Linked DNA regions of Xenopus laevis: region 2 is linked to region 1. The links are chromatin contacts, called in public Hi-C maps. All regions are on one chromosome and are shown on one strand. Each heading gives the region's core, a stretch centred on a gene start, on an enhancer-like site or on the middle of the called end of the contact. The rest is flanking DNA. Distances are from core to core; before and after follow the strand shown. Region 1 holds the start of klf17.L (Kruppel-like factor 17 L homeolog). Region 2 has its middle 21 kb from the start of LOC108714277.

Region 1 (7,390 bases), core at 2,650-5,149:
TTTTTGCGAATCGCATTGGATCGTGCCAAAATCGCCCTTGGAGAAAGGGGGAAAGACACCATCACTAGGTAAAGCAAACAGGGACATATAAATATCAGAATACTATTGTTACTGTGTTCAAGTACAGGGCCGTTCAAAGTACTTTAGTACCGTTTTGTTAGAAGTAGGCCCCCTTCAGGTCACACAAACAATGGCATATCATCCATATGAAGAGGTAATCAATCATGATAATCCACTCAGGCACAGTTGGCCACTTGCGGACCTACAACATCACTGCCAGTATGAACCAGTTGGAAATTCCCCTGCATAGACGCTTCTCCAGTAGTATTTACACTCCGGGTGCATGATAATGGCAAGCATAACAAACACGCCATGCTTTTCACTTTCCCATACAAATGCACAATGAAAGGGTGAGATCGTGTCACTTGTTTTCATAAGGGAATTTTGGTCAATTGTCATGTAATGCTCATTACCCACATGTTCATTTACATCTCCAGGGATATTAGGCACACAACTGTAGATTACCCTCTGCATGCACTTTATATAAGCCAATACTTGCCACACTTTCATAAAATATAATATTCACTAGAATCGATACACTGGTGATATTTTTTTTGGTCGCTCTGTCACTGGTATGAAACGTTGGCTGTCCTGAATCGAAACATTGGTTGTCCTCCGCTGCAGAGTCAAAGCCACTTTATTTTAATTACGTTTTTTTAATTGGCGACAGATCAATTGTTCTCCCATTTCTGATATTTTATAAAGTTAAAGTTTAAAGTTAATCGCAAACCCAGCAAGCTTCAAATCGCCCATCAGCCTTTATAGTTGCATTTATCCTGCCATGCAGACTTTTTGCTACATCATGATCAGATTTAATTATGCAGTTAATGAAACGTACTGCTAATTAGAATATTCTTTCATAAAGTCTCCTTCCCCAGCATGGTCCATCTAGCTGGTGCCACAGGTGATACCAGCCAAGGTGTAAGGCTAAACACATCAAAGTGCCATTGTGCTAAAGTGACACTGCTATGAATACAATTGGGGCCAAGCTCCATTTGAATGGATCAGAGACTCTCTTGTACCTTCTTCTCAGCTTGGCTGCTACACTTTGGTACCTTGCAATGAACTCATTAGAATACTCTATTATCCGTGTCACTACTGTCTGTGCCTGTTTGTATCGTTCCCTCGCAGCTCCCTTATTACTTTTATTACAGTATCCAAACCCTGTAATTGATATTTAGCTGGTAAAGTTGTCACTGATGCAGGCTCATTGTCATATTATAATTCGAAAACAAACTCCTAGATGTAGGAGCTGCCAAATTGTGCTCTCTTACAGAGGCACCCCACAGATATCAATAAAACATTACCACCTAGCTGGAACTAACAAATATTGCAAACTAACAATTGCAAACGGTCTCAGAATATCACTCTCTACATCATACTAGCAGTTAATTTAAAGGCGAACAACCCTTTTAATTCCATTCATTCCCACTTTAAATAACCATTTCGGTTTCCTGTGCCAAAACAATAATATTTAATATATATATGAGGTTGGATTAAAAATTAAGAGTAATTGGCACATTAGTTCCAAGACACCATAAGAGCCAGATCCTGCTAGGTATTGATATTCTTTTGAGATCTGCAGAGATTTACTGTTTAGATTGAGCAATCTGGCAGCTCCCACACCCATGATAAGCACACATAAGCAGATCATGCTTTATTCCTACATATAATACATGATATCCTAATACACGTGTTTAGGGGAAACGAACTAGAAGATAAGTAATAGTTATATGCAGCAGCCACACCAACCAGACTTATCTAATGCTTCTTAACAATCTCTCTAGCGGAACCATTCACTGCTGCCGGTCCCTTGGTTGGAGCCAAGAGGTTAATTGCAGACGAACAACAATCGTGTCCCTACTTGTACAATCTACAATGAGCTGCACTAGATAGAGGGAACAGACAGAGGGCGATCAGTTTTATTGTTGCAGTCAAATTGTATCACAGACTTTAGGAGGTGGGTGAACTTTTAATAAGGGATAATTTTGGATCACAGAGTGATGTTATACTACATTAACAATTAACAATTAACAATTAAATATAACCTGCCTGTTGAGCCCCGACCTTATGCTGCTGTGCCAGACGCACACAGACAGTGCAACAAGCTGCAGCGAGGAGTTAGTGCAAAGGCTGAGCAGAAAAACAAGAAGCTTCTCAGAAAGAGAGGGGGTAGGCTGGAATTGGGGATAAGCCTTATCTCTCCTTAACAAATTGAACCGTCTCAATGAAGAGGCAGATTCTCTCTATCAGCTGAATAAGCGCCAAATTAGATTCTCGCCCTCTGCTCCCGTGCTCTCTCTCTAATTCTACCCCCCCCCCCAGAACTTTTAAGAATACATGTAGCTCCCAATTCTGCGTCTTTAGCACGTCTTTTAGCCTGAAGGACAGACAAGAAAAAGTTATTTAGCGGCATAAATAATGTCTCGTCAGTAAAGTTTCATTAACATTCTTCTGGGATTTTATTAGAAGAGGAAAGCCCCTATTTAACAAAAACAGACGCAGCACAGCATTTAACCATTTTAGATTCTGGTGAATCATTAGTGTCCCCTTTGGAAAGAAAGTTTTAAGAGCCTAACAATGTAGCGTTGCTAAAAGTCCCAAAGCTTAGAACAGCAGTGTGCTTTACCAGTGTGCTTTACCAGCGACTGCCAGAGGTTGGGACATGCTTTGTGATGTTGTGCAAAGGTGGAAAGGAGCAGTGCAGGGCCAAGTGCATCAAACTGAACTGCTCCAGATTCCATACAAGCAGCAACATTTTCTACCCAACGCAATTTATTTAACTTTTTTTTATTACGATCAGAAGTTGAACTTATATATATATATAGATATATATACCCCCCCCCCTTTGGATTCTTCCTACTTTCTCTTGAGACACCAGCAAAATAGAAAATCTATAAGCCATGATTGGCAGGTACATAATTTATCTTATATCATTGCTGGCGAGGAGTCAGAGCCCATCCCTAATTAATAAAGTTGCAGAAGGAGACATATGTTAATTTAGATAGCAGCTATTCCTCCCACACAGGTCCCATCTTTGCCCATCCCCCCTCAGCCTATATTTCAAAGTGTCAGTTCTGGCTTGTTTTTATTTGGGGGGGTTTTTTTTCATGTTTTGCTTTTTATTGAGATTATTACTAGTTTGTGTTTTATTTGCTTTTTTTTCAACCAACTCTTATTCTTTACTGGGTTAGCCCAACATGCAGAAAGCTCAGTGCCAGTGCACACGTTATGTCGCTGCTAGTGCTGCACCTCCTTCTGGCATGCGATGCAATTGCTGCTACTGACAGCAGTGCTGCTAAGAAGTTCAGCAGAATCCTCTTAAATACTATTCAATTCAATTATCAATGATAAATTGCCTACAGCAGTCCCTGTGTGTTCTATCCAGCTGCCACAGTAAATTCAATATATATATATATATATATATAGTGTATTGTTTATAAATAATAAGTTCCCTAGTTGGATGTACATTAATGGTTAACAGCATTTGCTGTTAGATGAAGCGTCATTTTATTTCTTCTCTCTTGTTCTTCTCAGCAAAACTTGTAATTCTAACGAACTGAAGTGTCCTGAGTTGTTTGCTGAGTTTCATCTCTCTCTGCCACTTCTTTACACGTTCCCTGTGTGTTCTAATCATGTATCCCAGACCTGACAATTAGCCTGAGGGTGTGGGCGTGGCCAGTGGCAGAGTCTAGTAAGGGATCCAGTATATGTGTACAAACACATCCAACCTTTCTACCAATCAGAAGAAGCCTTTTCATTAGTATTCACCAATCGTGACAGCCTGAAGACCTTAACAAGCGACACAGCTGGGGGATCTGGAGAGTTGGCTGAGAAAGTTTCAAGAGACAACTGCTCGTGCTACTGCTGGAGTTCTATAGTCGGGCTCCCTGCTTATAAGTCACCTGCAAGCCTGGTGCTGCTGCCTGGGGAGCACGTTAGGATGAGTGTGGCTTTCTCAACCCTTCAACCGCTGGAAGACAAGCAGCTTGGCATGGTGTCGGTAAGTACAGCTTTTCTGCCAAAAAAAAAAAAATAGATTTTCTACTGCCAAAATGTCATGTAAGAGCTTTAGAGCAAGACTTACACTAATGTAACATTATGTTAATATTATATGTCCAAGTCTGTCCAGGGCTCTTATCTCTGCAGTAACGTGCAAGTTTATTATAAGAGGAATTGGGAGTCTGAGAAATGTCCCGAGTTAAAGAAACACAAGGGGAGCAAAAGAAACTCTTGAAAAGATTTCTAGTTATTTGCACAGCAGCAGCCACGGTGTTTGCTAAGTGTCCCAGCCCGTGACTATTAGGCTGAAGGGGAGCAACTCGTTCTACAGGTTTCCCAGTGTTAATAATAATAATATAGCCGTGCTAGCGCTCTGCTCTGACATGTACCAACTGTGGGCACGGGAGTCTCAGTGCTGTGCTAAGTGGGCGCCTGAGAAACAAGGTCTAACTTTGCTCTCTTGTTGTTCTTTCACAGGACATGACTATGGAGGAGCTGAGACCACTGGCTGATATGAGCTACACCATGATTGAGCATTGCATTAAGAAGGAAGAGGATGACCTGGGGAAATTCGTTGACTTGGACTTTATATTGGCTCACACGAGCAGCAGCCAGAATGGTGGTACCCCGGTGGGACATGGCGGCCCCTACCCATTGCCCGAGACCCCTGAGAGCTGCAGTACCACCTATGATAGTGATGGATCCTACACTGCCAATCAGAAATATGGAGGGGGGAGCTTTGCCGGGAGTCCCCATCATAGTTATGTGGCGGAGCTGCTGACCCCCGATGTGCCCTGCATAGAGGTGTCCCCTGACTTTGGACTTAAGGCAAGCATGCATAGTAGGAAGTACACTGAGCTCAGAGTATCTGCCATGGACACCACTGGCCATTTGTCATCGGACCACCTACAGCACCTGAGCCACAAGATTAAAAAGGAGCGACCTGAGCAGTCGTGTATGTTGGGTGCCGGCTCCCCTACTTCCCCAGACTGTATTAGCCCCATTATGGAGCAGAAGGCTGGTATCATGCAGATGCATGGCCAACTCCTTCCCAATCCAGCTTATTCTCAGCACAGGCTCAGCCCCCCAGTGCCCACAGAGGATATGCCCCCCAATGACTGCCACATGATCTCCGAGCTGCACTGCCTGCCCCTCATGTCAATGGCACAGCACTACCCAATGGCAAGCCCCTACCCCACTCATTTTACCAGCCAACCCCCCGCGCAGTTCCATGGACAATTTGGAGTTTACAGAGACCCCATGAAGGTTCACCCATCTATGCATGGAATGATTGTCACCCCTCCCTCCTCCCCCTTGCTTGAGTATTACCCTGCCATGAGTGCCACGGATGACTGCAAACCAAAGAGGGGTCGGAGATCGTGGGCCAGGAAAAGAACTGCCACTCACAGCTGCGAGTACCCGGGCTGCGGCAAAACCTACACCAAGAGCTCCCACCTGAAGGCTCATATGCGAACGCATACAGGTAAGCGCAATTCCGCCACCCGCCACTAGGGACGCTACTATACCGATTTTAATGCCCATTGCACTGCAGTTCAACGTGTTCTCAAAATGACTGGTTCGAAGCAGAATTAATAATATGAATAATGTATTATGTCTTTAGCCGAGATAATTATAGTGTGTATGAGGTATTTCAACTTACAAGATCAGTTCTGTATTCGTTATAGCAAGGCAATTATGGTTAATAAAGACATATCTTCTATATATAGGTTACCAGTTAGTGGACTAATATCTGTCATTGAGCATGATCCATTTATAATCTACCTTACTACTTCTAGAATCTGTAAAAGACAGTTCAGTATTGTAGTGTAACCAATTAAGTATCAAAGAAACAGGAATACCCTTTAAGTTTTATTTAGCAGCTGTTTAAAGGTGTGGGGACATATATGATACATATAATAATGATATTCATTTATGATTTCTTCTAGGAGAGAAACCATATCACTGTAATTGGGAAGGCTGCGGATGGAAGTTCGCAAGATCGGACGAACTGACGCGTCACTTTCGCAAGCACACGGGTCACCGACCCTTCCAGTGCCACCTGTGTGAGAGAGCCTTCTCCCGATCCGACCATCTGGCCCTGCATATGAAGAGGCACATGTAGAGATCAACTTGTATTAGCTCAAAGTAATATATTCAACTCGGAGACTATTTATACAGAAGAAGAAGAAGAAGAAGAAGAAGAAGAAATATTTTCTTATTGGGGGATTTGTATGTATATACAGCCTTGTATAAAATAGTATTTAAGAATCAAACCTGATCGCCAGGTGAATATGCGGTAACCAGAAATATAAATAAATTATTTAAAGAGAAAACAAGATCGCTATCTGTAAAGGGAGGGTTGGTTACTCTGCATTTGTACAATATTTGTAATTTTGCTTTCTTGCGTTTTGGTAAGGTGAATTGAAGTTCTTGGTTGACCTGGAATGTTACAGCTATTTTATTACAGATATTATTACAATTTTTTTTGTTGTAAAGTTGAACTGAAATGTTCCAGAGAAGCCCCGTGCTCTTAATGAAAAGTGCAATTTTAATTCAGTTTGACAGACACAATATTTTTACCATGAATTGGAAAGAAACAGCGACATCTAATGGACATTCGATGTTAGTTACTCCAACGTACTTTCTATGTGTGTATAGCATTTAAAATGAATTGGCCGTTTTGCAGGGTCTGTTTGTTTTTATACTTTACAAAAACTTTGTATATATATTTTTTTAAATACATAAATTTCTGCTAGCATTGTTTTGATCCCTTCTGAAGGGATATAAAACGATTTGGTACTTGCAAAAAAATTGTAAATAGTTGTATAATAAAAATCATTATTTGCCAAAATGGAATTTGTATTCTTATTTTTTTTTTTTTAAATTTTGTACATCAATATTAGGGATTGGGAAAATCGTATAGAAAAAACTATACAGCGACTGAGCTTATGGGTTTCTTTTATATTTTTTAAATATTCAGCAGAGCTGACATCATCTTCTGAGATTATTTGTAGATAGCACACTGTATTATTTAATATGCAGTGCCCTTAAATTAAATAAAATCTTACATATATTCATTTTTACTAAGGCACCCATTCTCTACTTATGTTGAAACCCCTGGACATCACGCATATGTCACAGTAGCGCAGTGTTGCTTATAAGTACATTCTTTTCTTCCTGAAATTTTCTAATTTCATGATTATCTCTAACTTTACCTCTCTCTCCAGTCACAAACAGCAGTTCACACACACTTTATGGCTAAAATTCCAGAAAGCATTTGTATCAGAAGTATTTGTGCCATCTGATCCAGTATCTCTGGAATGTGCAA
Region 2 (6,673 bases), core at 3,416-5,915, 120 kb before region 1:
TAGGGAGGGGTGTGTGTATGGATGCTGGGTTTTCATTTGGAGGGGTTGAACTTGATGGACTTTGTCTTTTTTCAACCCAATTTAACTATGTAACTATGTGTGTGTGTATTGTATATATCTGATTAGCATTTAAAATCCCTTTATTTCACTAATAATAACATTTATAAAGGACAAACAGCAATTTTTGGGAATATTAGGACAAAATGTTGTATGTAAAATCCGTGAAAACATGATGTAAAATCAGTGAAAAGCACCCATTAAAATGCATTATAAATTGGTGAGACCACAAAAAAACCCAAAATAATGTAAAATGCGGGAACATTTTAAATAGGGGTATGTACAATTGACGTAGTGATGGGTGAATCTGGCCTGCTTCGCTTCACCAAAATCTTGCGAAACGGCCTAGCGCATTCCACCCAAATCACCACCCGAGGCCTCCGGGTCCTAGCGCATGCCGCCCCAGACATTTGTGGCATCGCCACAAATCCGGGTCTGCCGACAGACCGAGTTGGTTGATCAGTCCGCGCGTGGGGCCCTCCGACAGGCTTCCCCGATCGACATCTGGCTGAAAGTTGGCCAGATGTTGATCGGGCAGGGTTAAAAATCCAGTCGGATCGCAGCCGCATCTGTTCTTTGATGCAGTCCAGCGATCCGACCGCCCGTTTTGCCTACATTATGATCCATCCATCAGCCTGATATCGGCCACCTCAATGTGGGCATATCGGAGAGAGATCAGCTTGTTTGGTGAGATCACCAAATGAGCGGATCTCTATGTCTATGGCCACCTTTAGTAGCAAATTAATTAATTATTTTATTAACTATTTATATTGGGATCTATTTACTGTGTTATATGAGCTTCTTCTACATGAACTTTTCTGCAGGGGAATGAATGGTTATCAGGCCCCACTGCTGCAGGAGCATGGGGCCCCTAAACTTTGGGAATAAGACATTTTCCATGAAGATATATTGCAGCCGCTTAGTATACTATGGGGCCCCTTGTAGTTTCTGGGTCAGTCACTAGGGATGAGCGAAATATTTAGACGCATTTCACTACAAAAAAAAAAACACTCCATAGACTCTAATGTTTATTAAATAAATGTTGTGCGTTTTGAAAAAGTTGACTTCAATGGGTTTGGTGAGTTTTTGGTTGTTTCCTGAATTTCCGGTGAAGCGAAATAGGTTACACTCACCACTAAACTGCAACAGTGGATATTGTAATGATTCAGTAAGGCACAAATAAGATTTTCATAAACACCACTGAATCTTTTATTTAAAGTTTTAAAGTGTGCCCATTGATTCAGCAGTTGCCCACCTTCTTTTTTCATACAGCAACTTATTGTTTGCCTACTTGGCTGAGGAATCTACTGCAGGAGCCCAATGGCACAAAATTTAGGGCCATCTCTTTACATAAAAATCAGGAACTTTTCTAAAGCGGTTTTGCTACCTGAATATGAATATTATCAGTGCAGCCGTTCTATCTGGATGTTCTAGATGTCTCCTAGTTTTTTTATAACCTTACATGACATAGTCCGCCCCCCTCCCAGCATGGTTCAAAACAACATCTCACCTCTTTCCAGGAGAGCAAGTAATACAATGTCATGTGGGGTGACATAAACCCAAACAATCCAGATAAACGCAGTATTTCATAACGAACATGATATTAACTGCAAAAAATGTACACATCCTGTTCATTTTGTACTGTATGATTATAATGTCATGAATACAGTAGTGACGGGGTGGGGGCAGCATACTTATCAGACAGGTTTGTTGCATTTTTAATATAAATATACACTACCATATATTTTTGACTTATACAAAAGATATCAATTAATTTATTCATCATATAAATATGTACAGTGTTAATAACAACATACTTAGAGAAAGACAAACATATTTTAATCAGTTTTTTTTAGTTTTATCCATCATATATTAAACCATCAAGTTCTACTGACATCAAGATGTTTCCTGATGTTTTGGGATCCGTGCTGGAGGACAGGAGACAAAACGTAACAAGTCAAGTGCTGTAGCAAGTTCCTTCAAACATGATGTTTATATAGGTGTGCATGTTCAGACTGGGACGGCAGGAAAATGGGAGAAAACCTGGCCTGGCCCTCATGGGGCCCTGCCGACCCAGGTCTACTCCCCTGCCAGCTGCGCCCTGTGCCTCTGCAAAGATTTCAAATAAAGAGGTAAAAGTTACGGGATGCTGTGGTAACATTCACCCATTTGCGCATACGTTGGGAGGGGGCCCTGAAGGTTATGTGGGAGGCCCTTGAAGTCACATCCCTGGTGGGCCACTGCTTCCATAGTCCAACACTTAAGGGCAAAGTGGGCTTTTTAAGTGAAAATACACCAAAATTACAATTTGTATGGACATCATCAATTTACTAAAAGGCAAAGAGGACAATTGACTAGAGAAAAAGCTCAGCGCTAGAGAAGTTTCGGCAGGTGAATTTTCGCTCAGGCGAATGATTGTTACTCTGCAACTTTATCAAAGTACGAACTTTCCAATCCTTTACCCTTTTCTCCAGAGTCTGTTAACCCAGGTTATACCTGGCAAATTGATAAGATAAAGCTACATCCTCAACATTATTATGTCAGTGACAAATTCACATCCTGCTTGAGACTAAGGTGAGAGGTCATTGGACAGGTTAAAAGATATATATCGGCTAACAATAAGATCTCTGCGTGTCTTGCCTATCTGACGGTATCAATGGGTGATTGTCACTATTATTTGTCGGACATAACTTTCATAACTTTGATTTGTTCTCTTTACTACTTTATTAAATCTGAATGGTTAGTTACAGGTCGGAAGGACAATCGTTCGTCCTACATAGACTATAATCTACACATCTATGGCCAGCTTTACTATCCTTTTAAAGCAGAACATCTGGTCATTCTATTTGGCACCCAGGCCCTCGTGCAACAGAATTTTGAAAGTGCCTAGTTATCGGTCAAAGTCTGTTGTTTTTGCCACATACGTGGGTCGATAACCTGCAGGCATGGTCTGGGATTGCCACTCAGATAATGTGTTTTAGGGGGGAAACATCAATATACACAATCTATATATTTGTAACTGTCATAATGGCCTCGGTGTCAGATGCTTGCTGTAATCCAAAAGCCATGTTAACCCAGGTATAATGATTTGCATAGAGCAGTGCTACAATTAGAATTTAGGAACAGTGGTTGTTGTATGTTAAATTCTTTAGGCATCAAATGAAACTGCAAGTAGGGCCAGAAAAGTGAACACTTTTGGAGCAATGTAATCATCAACATTAACAGGAATTATTTTTAAAAAAAATTCTTTTACCTCCCACCAATTATATACCACATTCAGGTAGGTGTACAAGAAAGCCCTGTGGGGAATTTAAACTTGTAGCGGACATAGTAATCTTATCAATTTATATATTTCAAAAATTAAGGGCAAGAGCACACTGATATATGTATGTCCCGCATATGTTCCGGAGCAGATACACTCCATTACGCTTCCACGCTTAGCAGCACTAATAAGCGCAGTGTTGGCCTGAGTACAGCAACATGGAGCAGAAGTGGGCATGAAAAACACATGCTTTTGCACATTTTGGGTCGACTTCCGCTTCACTTCATGTAGCTGCACTCAGGCCAACATTGTGCCTGTTAGTCCAGCCAAACACTTCCAGCCTGCCTACTGGAGAGAAGCAAATTTTTATCGAACTAAATGCGTTGGAGTCAGTAGCTGTTTTCTTCTCATGCCAGTGAATGGATCCAATGTCACTGTTAACCTGTACATAGGAAGCATGAGACAAAGGGGGAAATTTACTAAAGGGCGAAGTTTCCATTGCTAGTGAAAATTCACCAGAAATCCAATCCGCAGGGACATCGCTAATTCACTAGGGTGGGCTCATGTCTAGAGCTCTATTGTTTTTATTTTGGACATTTTTAATAATAAGCAATTTCACTGACATCTCTAATAAAGACATATATATGACCTATTTGTACCTGCCCTGTTTAAATTGACCTAAGCGTAAGTGTGTTATTGAAGTTTCGCTAGGAAGAAAATAACGCTAGCGAACATTCGATTAGAAATGCTCGTACTGATGAAACCTCACCAGCATTCATCTGCCGGGACGTAACCTCATTTTAATGAATTAGCGCATGCGCTTCGAATTAATGTTTGACGAAGTTGCATGAAGTGTGGTGGAGCCTTCAGAAGCGAAATTCTGCCCTTTAGTAGATTTCCCCTATAGTCACAGGTGGTAACATGTATCTGTGCAATTAGAACAGATTTATTTTTTCTAAAGGCTAGGTTTAGGTTCAAATGAAAGATAAGATATGCTCATTCTGCATTACTATGCCCTTTCAACGTGGATCACTTTTTGGCCTCTTTCTTTAATGTTGGGATTTTTTGCTGCTTTTCTAACCTTTCTTCATATGTGTGTTAATGAAACGTAAAGTCAGACTTTCACTCTACCTTTTTTGTATCACTTTATTAAAATGCAAAACATACTTGGAATGTAAAAAATATGATTGTCTTTGGTCATTTTTGAATGACTGAAACTCACCCTGTGTTTGGTGAGAGTCCTTGAGTTGCAAGGTGCTTGCCACTCTGAGAAACCTGCAAGTAGAGCCGTCTCCAGCTTTGAAACGTGGCCATCTTTTCATTCAGCCATTACTACCTGCCTTCCTCTTTGTAATGGCTCCCATTCTCTTCCCCAGGGAGTCTATTGTAAAGGTGCCGTAGGCCTCCTCTCTGTAGCCATTCACAGCAGTCAGCTATTTATTCTGCACAGCAGGGTTTAAAATCACAGACCTGCCTTAGCCTTTGGCCTGCCTGGTCAGAGCAAGTTATTAACAGCAGGGAACTAAACACAGAGCCAGTGGGCTTCTCCATAGGAGACCTTCCTTTTATATTCTCCTCACCTGAAGATGAGACAGGTAGACCTGGCCACACCAAACTTGTAACCTGTAATTTCAATTCTCTACCCTGAAAATTAAAGCCCCAGAAAACCCACTTTTGTTGGTGTGGGATTCTAATGTAAACTGAAACCAAATTAGATTATTTATGGAGCCGAGTATCAGTTTCTAGGCAAGAATTTTATGGTCTTCATCACTACAAGGCAGATACACCCTAAGGAAAAACTCCTCTCCTGCAGGCGACAAAATGCTATGTACTGTTCAATCCGGAAGAATGCAAATTGTTGTATGTAAAACACTTACATGTGTTGATCAGGTCTAACTGTTGTAAAATCTGAATAAAAACATTTTAAAATAATGGCTCCTGATTGCTGCATGTTAAGAGTTTTATGTGTGCCGATCTCCATTCTTCTTGATCACAAGTTATTTTTGGGTGTTTTGTCACTTGAGGAAGAGGAGATTTCCACAGGTGACACAACGCACCATCTGTCATTTCCCATCTGTCAACAGCAGCTACATTACTAGCCAGTAGGGATTGTGACTGGTTACATATACCCAATGATATATATCATTGCATTACTCCCTTCCTATGTGCAGGAACTACCAAAACGAAATCTTATCAATAGGGTTGCACCCAATCCAGGATTCGGTTCGGGATTCGGCCAGGATTAGGCCTTTTCCAGCATGATTCGGAATGGGACGAATCCTTGTGCCTGGCTGAACCGAATCTTAATTTACAAATTAGGGGCGGGAAGGGAAATCTCGTAACTTTTTGTCACAAAACAAGGAAGTAGAAAAAAATTTTTTAAACTTTTTACCTTCCTTTCAATAATTTGGATATGCAAATTAGGATTCAGATTTGGTTCGGTATTCAGCCAAATCTTTCATGAAGGATTTGGTGATTCGGGTGAACCCCAAATAGCGGATTCGGTGCATCCTACTTATCAATCTCTTAACTATATCATCCTTACAGCATACAGACACAGAAGGAGACACAGTTACCCCAATAATACCAAACCATATTTCAAAGCAACCAGGGGTCATTTACTATCCCAAGTGGAATTGAGATTAAAGGTATTTGCGTCAAATGGAGCTCCTTGCATTTGCGCTTGGCGCCACTCAGTCTTTCCCACCTCCTTTTTCAAATTGAGTGCAGTCTTAAGAATCACATCCAGTGAGTGGCAGAAGTGACAACATTCTGACTACCAAGTGCAAGTGGCTTAGTGATGGGCAAATCTGACATGTTTTGCTTTGCAACTAATTCGCAAAACGGCAAAAAATTAGCAAAACGCATTGCATCAATGGTTGGGTTTTTTACTATCCATTATAGTCTAGGGGTGTTTTTTCTCAGCTAAATATTTCTCTCATCCTTATCAACAAGCACACTTATTTAAACGGCATCCGGCACAATTCCCCTTCACATCCACAATTATTCTGTAATTATGAGGGGGAATTCTGCATTGTGGGTAAAAAAAAATGCAGTATTGCATTGCATAATGCGCGCATAAATGCGTGCGCTGCACATTTAAATCACAAAGGCTCCCTCATGTTTTACTACCTACCTAACAGTTTATATTTCTGCTTTCTATCAAGCTACTTGCACAAAAAAATATGTATTTGCCACTTGAGATGATATGGATCAGTGAAGTGTTGGAATACTAAATTATGATGATTTTGATCATTTAAAATGTAAGGTTTTTTCCCTTTGAGTGTCATACGTGTCTCCAAAGCTAATCAAAGTGTTAAAGATCCCAAGTGTAACTGATGGGATCATTCATTA

Evidence for each region. A called contact is a pair of places that touch in the nucleus more often than the background predicts.
Region 2: a contact with region 1 is called in a Hi-C map of animal cap, with 3 times the contacts expected there. The contact joins the enhancer-like site here to the promoter of klf17.L in region 1. A contact is called at or near these places in 2 of 4 Hi-C or Micro-C datasets (the XL177 cell line and animal cap).

The regions. Positions count from the first base shown.
Region 1 is chr4L:86,667,636-86,675,025 of Xenopus_laevis_v10.1, reverse strand. klf17.L (Kruppel-like factor 17 L homeolog) reads left to right here and starts at 3,899. Exons shown (of 3, transcript NM_001088664.1): 1 at 3,899-4,063; 2 at 4,540-5,545; 3 at 6,009-6,913. The coding sequence starts at 4,004. The coding sequence ends at 6,184.
Region 2 is chr4L:86,787,788-86,794,460 of Xenopus_laevis_v10.1, reverse strand. No RefSeq gene overlaps it. Among protein-coding and RNA genes, the nearest start is that of LOC108714277, 21 kb to the left of the region's middle. Within about 2 kb of position 4,665, at least 1 of the 7 cell types and tissues checked has an H3K27ac peak or open chromatin away from gene starts, as enhancers often do. A contact at or near this core is called in animal cap, where this site is marked.